Linked DNA regions of Mus musculus: region 1 is linked to region 2. A link is a contact called in public Hi-C data. All regions are on one chromosome and are shown on one strand. Each heading gives the region's core, a stretch centred on a gene start, on an enhancer-like site or on the middle of the called end of the contact. The rest is flanking DNA. Distances are from core to core; before and after follow the strand shown. Region 1 overlaps Cfap61 (cilia and flagella associated protein 61). Region 2 holds the start of Insm1 (insulinoma-associated 1).

Evidence for each region. Hi-C and Micro-C count contacts between places; a contact is called where the count stands out from the background.
Region 1: a contact with region 2 is called in a Hi-C map of cerebellum, with 2.2 times the contacts expected there. The contact joins the enhancer-like site here to the promoter of Insm1 in region 2. A contact is called at or near these places in 1 of 39 promoter capture datasets (the C10 cell line), 5 of 484 Hi-C or Micro-C datasets (the N1E-115 cell line, cerebellum, cortical neurons and 2 more), 1 of 115 datasets of contacts at active chromatin or transcription factors (embryonic stem cells) and 3 of 9 other capture datasets (adipose tissue, liver and pancreatic islet).

What each region holds. Positions count from the first base shown.
Region 1 is chr2:146,166,924-146,170,458 of GRCm38.p6, reverse strand. All of the region lies in intron 25 of Cfap61 (cilia and flagella associated protein 61), which reads right to left. Among named protein-coding and RNA genes, the nearest start is that of Insm1, 53 kb to the left of the region's middle. Within about 2 kb of position 1,763, at least 41 of the 459 cell types and tissues checked have an H3K27ac peak or open chromatin away from gene starts, as enhancers often do. A contact at or near this core is called in the N1E-115 cell line and cerebellum, where this site is marked.
Region 2 is chr2:146,220,726-146,224,006 of GRCm38.p6, reverse strand. Insm1 (insulinoma-associated 1) reads right to left here and starts at 2,010. Exons shown (of 1, transcript NM_016889.3): 1 at 1-2,010. The coding sequence starts at 1,741. The coding sequence ends at 176.

The DNA.
Region 1 (3,535 bases), core at 514-3,013, 53 kb after region 2:
CCAGGGAGCTCCCTGCTTCACCAAGCTGGTCTTGACGAGAACCCTTTCCTCCATCTGTTGATAGCCTGTTTGGATGGAGCTGGTGCATCTCCTCAGGAGGACACACCCCAGGACTCCAGTCCTTGGCTGGGTCCACCCACTGCTGTTTAGGCCTCTGGTGGAGGCACTGAATAGCTTTGGAGGGAAGGTGGCTAGAAAAACTGTTCACCTCATGATCAGGACAAGAGAAAAAAAGAGCCTTGTCCTACTTGTTGGGAGCACCCCATGACCTGAAGACCTCCCTTTATGCCCCATCTCTTCAAAACATAGTAATAATAATAATAATTTATTATTGGTAGTTAGATTTTGAAAGGTCTCTGGAGATGGGTATAGAAGTTTAGTATTCAAGTTACTACCTTACAATAGCAAAAGGCCATGGAGCATTTAAAAAATAGAAAGAGAGGGAGAAAAAGAGGGAGGGAGAGAGAGAGAACGTGTGTGTGCTCCATCCAGCTTCCAGTCATAAGCACATGGCCTTGACTGAAGGCTAATAATTAGGGGACTGTAGGCCGTGGGCCTGCTGCATCCTACTTTGCAGTTCCAAAGAGAGAGACCGCACAAGGTAGCTTTCCTGAGGGAACAACTTCTGGAGTCTGACAGTTCAAAAAGGTAATGGCAGCCTTTTAAAGGGCCTGCTCGAGCTCCATTTAGAATATTGTGCAGAGCAGCACTTACCCACTAAAAGTAGGCTGTGGAGTGTTCAGGAAGCGTGCGGGAGAGATGGCGCTGCTCACAGGGGGAGAGGCCGTCAGGGCCGCTTTGAGAGCTGAGATGTTAAGATGTGAAAGGAGGTGATTTAATCAAGGCTATGAGTATCTGATGGGCTCCCACAATGAAGCTGGGGCAAGACCCATTCAGGCTGAGAGGACAAAGGATGCTACAGACTGCTAATTAAGGGTAAGGGGTGGGGGAGTCAGCAGGCATGACCTTTCTTTTGCAGGGTCATCCATAAGTGAGGCTAAAAAGATGAGCTACAGTTAAGAAAGCAGGAAAAAAAAATGTGGTGAACGCCTTGTTAAAGTCTGTGACAGGCCACATCTCAGCAGACTGCCTCAGCCAGCCACTCTCTCCCACCTGGCCTTCTCCTTGAGGTTGCTGCCACCTCTGATGACCTGGGAAGGAGGAGCAGACCCAGCCAGGAAGAAGGTCCTGTTTACTGTAAACCTGTCAAGGGACTTAAGACAGACACTGGCAGGCTTGAGCGTGTGGCTCTGTGCCTATGTGTATGTGTCTGTGTGCATATGTGAGTGTACATGTGAGTGTGTGTGCATGATATATGCACACCTGGGATGTCAGCTATACAAATGCTTCAAGGACAAGATTGGGGAAGGAACAGATTTTAGTGACATATTATGTGATTTTTAAAATGGTGGTTGATTTAAAAAGGTCTATATTATTTTTCCAAAGTGGTAAATCAATCAATCAATCAATCACAATCAAATATCCTGCCCCAAGGCACAGAGTAGTGAGGAGTGTTCTCCCTTGCCTTCTGGCGAATCGGTTCTGTCTGTCTGTCTGTCTGTCTGTCTGTCTCTCTCTCTCTCACACACACACAGTGGGTTAAATAGTTCTTACACACCCAAGTAGAGAATTAGTTCTCCCTCTATAGTGCCAGTAGTTTGTCCTGGCATGTGAGGTAGAGACAAAGAATAAAGCACAGACGAGCTGAGCTGAGCCAGCCTGGGCTGCAGAACCCCAGCTGCTATGGCCCTGTGGCCGCCGCCTGCTGTGCATCACTCTGGCTGACTGCTCAGTTGTCACCCCACATTCCCTCGTGGCTCTAAGTGAGTCTCTGCTCCTGAGGTCATGGGGGTCTCACAAAGGTCCCGAGAGCTTCTCTGAATCAGAAAGGAGCTGTTCTTGGAGAAACACAGAGCACTGGATACCATCAGCCCTGCCAACAGGGAGGAAGGTGTCCTCAGTGTGGTGGATGGCTGAGGAAATGCAGCTGTCTTGGAATGAGACACATGGCTGGTGCAGCCAAGGTCAGGAAAACAATTGGTAATCAGATCTTGGCCAAAATCAGCTGAGCCATTCACCCTGCGTGGAAAGGGCCAAGTCAGCCTGTCTGACAACAGGCAGGGAGAACAGTACTGGGCCAAGAATCAGCGCCTCGGCCTGGCAGTACTTTGTGGCACTTGAGAAGAATGTGGCTGCAGCTGCGTGGGTACATGCCTGCCAAGGCATGGTGGGATCCTCAGGGCCTCGCTTACAAATGCGTGGCCAGCATCTTCCTACCCCCTGCTTCTTTCTGACAGATGTCAATCGGCACTGCCTGTTATCAAGTACTGTCCAGTCTTATTTGGCCATCCTGAACATCCACTCTTAACCGACCAACCAAATTAACTTTTATAATTATTAGCATCATCAGACAACAGCTGCGCCCTGACTCCTGGCCTCCAGCTCACCAGTGTTTCAGGGAGAAAACAAGTCAGCTGGGGCTTTGACTCTGGCTGAATGGGAAAACATTCTTTTTTTTTTTCCACATTAGATTGCTAGCATCTCATTTACCACTGAGTAGGTTTTGTTTAAAAGGAAGGAAGGAAGGAAGGAAGAGTCCCTGGAACTCAGATGTTTCAAGGAACATTGACTGGCAGCAGTGATGGAGTCCTATCATGAGCTAAGAAGAAAATGAATTTGCTTTTTAAATACCTGTTATTTATTTATTTATTTATTTATTTATTTATTTATTTATTTATTTATTTATTTGTTCACTCTCGCTGACAGGTGAATTACACACAAATAGATAAAAAGAGCAGCCCCTCAGTTAAATGACATTATTGCTCTTCTGACCTAACAGGTATCTACAGACCATTCCATCCCAACACTACAGGATACACACTTTTCTCAGTAGCTCACAGGACTCTTTCTATAACAATTTATGCACTAGGAAGCAAAACAGGTTTTTAAAATATAAGGAGATACAGACAAGTTCTCATCCTCTACCTGACCGCAATGGGATGGAATCTGAGAACTACTGCAGGAGAAACTATAGAGTAAACACAAACTCACAAAGACTGGACACTGCACCACTGAATGGGGGTCATCAAAGAAATCAAGAAGGAAACTTAAAGATTTCTAGAATTGAATAAAAAAAGGAAAACGCACCATAACCAAACCCATGGGATAAAATGCAAGCAACCCTAATGGGGAAGTTTACAGCCGCAAGTACCTAAGTTCAAAAGTTAGAGAGATGGAAAATAAGTAGCAATGTATCTTAGGTCTTGGGAAAAGGAGACCAAGCCAAACCCAAGAATCGGTAGCTAGAAAGAAGCGTGATCCAGTCAGAAGTGAATGAACTAGAAACAACAAAGATACAAAGAGTCAATGAAGTTGGTGATCTGAAAAGAGAAACAAGAGTGACAAACCCAGAGCCAAAACTAACCAAACCAGGGAACACCCAAATTAACAGGACCAGAGCTGAAAATGGAGGGAGACATTACTGCCGTGTCCACTAGCCATGGCTTCCAAAGGCTTGGACCTGCCTGGGGACCTC
Region 2 (3,281 bases), core at 761-3,260:
AAGGAGTCACAGCGAGAAGACCAGGTGGTCATGCTCCACCGAAGCGAAGCGAAGAGGACACTTTCACCCTGGAATGGGAGTAGGGGACCCCCAGATCAGGCATGGGGGGCGCTCTCTCTTTGTGGGTCTCCGAGTGAAGGCACAGTTCTGGGGGCCCCCGGACCGAGGGCGCACTCTAGCAGGCCGGACGCACAGGCACCTGAAGGAGGATCACCTGTCTATTCTCAGACGGGTGGCACTTGTTGATGTGCCGGGTCAGGCCCGGGGAGCTGTAGAAGGTGGCCGGGCAGTACTTGCAGGGGAACACCTGGGCAGCGTGCAGCAGGCGCAGGTGGCGCTCCTGGGCGCCCTTGCTGGGGAAGGTCTCCCCGCACACTGGGCACAGGTGGCACTGGGCGGTCGCACTCAGGCCCAGCACGCCGGCCGCCTCGCCGTCGCCCGAGGCCTCCTGGGGCGCCTTTTCGTCGGGCCCCGCGTAGAAAGCCAGGATGTCCTCGGCGGGGGGTGGCGGCGGCGGCGGGGGCGGGGGCGCGCCTTTGGCCTGCAGCGCCTGGTGATGTGCCAGCAGGTGCTTGCGCAGATAGGCCTGGCGACGGAACTTCTTGGCGCAGTGGTGGCACTCGTAGAGCCCGTCCTCGGAGCCTGACTCGGATACGCCGCCAGGGCTCGGCGTGTCCCGATCGCTGCTGCCGCCGCCCGCAGCCTCGCGCGCCTCCGCCCTGGTGGCGGCTTCTGGCTCTGGCGCGCGGGCCGCCGCGGGCACCGGCCGTGGTTTGTGCCAGCGGCGGTGCGAGGCCAGGTTGGCCGGGCAGCTGAAGACCTTGGCGCACTCTGGGCAGCGGTACTCCACGCGCACGATGCGCGAGCACTTGTGCTGCGCCAGCGCGAACGGGTCAGCGTACTCCTCCTTGCACAGCTGGCAGATGAACTCGCCCAGGGGTCGGGTCGCGCCCCCCGCGCGACCCCGCGGCGCCTCCACCGGGCCCTCCTTGATCTTGAGCCCCAGAACCGGCGACGTGGTCACCTCGTCCTCGAAGTGCAGCTTGCGGATGGCCTTCGGCTTTTTGGCGCTCGGGGCCTTGGCTGCCTTGGCGGGCGGCTCTGTAGCGACAGCGGCGGGGGGCGCCGGTCGCTTGCCCGGGGGCCGCAGGGCCGCGGCGGGGGACAGTGGAGGACCGGTCCCAGGACCCCGGGCCGCCTCGGCGCCGGCGGAGAACGCAGTGCCCATCTTGAGCTCGGCGGGAGCGAAGAGCAGCGCGTCTCCGCCGCAGGTGCCGCCGCCGCCGCCGCCAGCGCCGTTGGCGCCGCTGCCTCCCCCTGCGAGCAGCGCGGCGGGCGTGGGGAAGGACTCAGCGGACACCGGCGAGCCCAGGTTGAAGCTGCGCTCGAAGTACTTGTGCTTCTCGTGCTCGCGGCTCACCGGCCGCGTGGGACTGTAGAGAGGCGCCGGGTGCGCAGCCTCGGGGTTGCCGAAGTGCGCGGCCCGCGGGCCTGGCGGGGGTGGCGGCGGCGGGCCTGGCGCGCAGGCGAGCGCGGCGGCGAGCGCAGCATGGGCGCGCTCCGCGAGCGCCGGCGGCGGAGGTGGCGGCAGCGGCCCGGGGCTGGGCACCGGGGGCTCGGCGCGGGCGCCCCCGCAGCCGGGTGACAGCAGCAGCGCCCGGTCACTGTCCTCGCCGCCGCGGACCCGGTAGGACACGGGCGTGGACTTCTTGCTGCGCTTCACCAGAAACCCGCGGGGCATGTTGGCGCGGTGAAAAGGGCGACGCACTGGTTGGGTCCCACCTCCGTGCTCGGCCCTGGCGGCCCTCAGTGACCCCAGCCCATCGCCTGCACGCGGCGGCTTCGGGACTCCCGCAGTGCCCGCGGCTGCTGGCCCGGCTCTGCGCTCCGCACGCGCGTCCCTGTCCCCGGGCCCGGGCGCCGCTCCCTTTTAACGGGGGGAGGGGGCCATTGTTCTCGCCTCCCGCTTCCCCCAGAGCCAATCAGAGCGTCCGCAGCTCCTCCGCCGACGAGGGCGGGAGGGCGACGGAGCGGCAAAAAAGGGGCCGGGACTCGAGGGTCGCCCGGTAGGTGCGGCAGATGTACCTGAGGGCGCGGGGCCCCAGCGCGCGCCCCTCGGCCGCCCCGCCCCGCCCCGCCCCGCCGCGCCCGGCGCCGCCGCCCCGCCTGGCCCAGGCACACGCCCGGCCCCGCCTCCCTTCACGGTCTGCTGCTCCTCTATGGGGAGGCGCACGTGCCTGGGCTTTGTGTGTCTCCTCCGGGGGGCGCGGAGCCGCCAAATGGGCCCGTCCATCAGCACGACAATGTGCGCCCCCCTCCCGCGCGAGGATTACCCGCGGGTCGCGAGCTAAATAGCAACAAAGGAGAAGAATGGCCCCAAATATGTCAGGAGGGTTCAATCCGCGAGCCGGAGCCCAGGGGGAAATTGGGCGCGCTGATGGGGTGGGGGCAGGGGCGACCCGAGGGCCGCGGCTGCTGCGGGAGAAGGGCGCGGGAGCTCCGCGCGTCGTATGGAAAATCATCGGCAAGGGGAACGCGCAACTCAACTCCGGACAGCCAGTGGCCCGACCGTGCTCTGGCCGCGGGAACCCGGGCTTCAGAGAGTAAACACGTTGAGCCAGCGGGCTTCGGCGGAGCGCCGGGTCTGGGCTCACGGGCTCAACCTGCCGGCGGGCCTCGAAAGCTTCTCTCGAGTTGGAGAAACTGTTGGCATAGCACGTTTTCGATCGCCCTCGGATGCGAGGCTGCATCCCTGGCCTGCTGGCTGGCTTCCAAAAGGAACTTGAATATCTGAAGTTACGTTCCTTTCCCTAATATGCCTGAAGCCGGAGGATTGGCATCTTTGCCAGGGTCGGACCCAGGCTTCAGGAGCCTCCTCGCTGTCCAGGGCGTAGGCAACGCCTGTGGAGTTGACCCAAGTGGGCCACGCACGGTGAAGTTGGTTTTCACCCTCTGCGCAGCCTCATGCATTTTCATTCTGAGCGGGCATTTTGTCTGTGGGTTGACATCAGATGCTAAATCAAGGGCTCCAATCAAGGCGCTGCGGAATAAAGCAACCGCCTGTCTGGGCGCGGGGGCCCCCCCCCCCCGGAGTCGTGCCCCCTTCACCTTTGTGAAGGAAATTAACCTCCCGCTATTGAGCGCGGGTCGCGGCCAATCTGGACGCAAAAGAGACGCGTGCTGCCGGGGGTGTGGGGAGGTGGGGGTGGCCAATCTGTCCTCAGAGGGAGCCTGCAGCCTGAGAGGACCAGCCGCTTCCTCCCGTGCCACTGGCAAGAGAC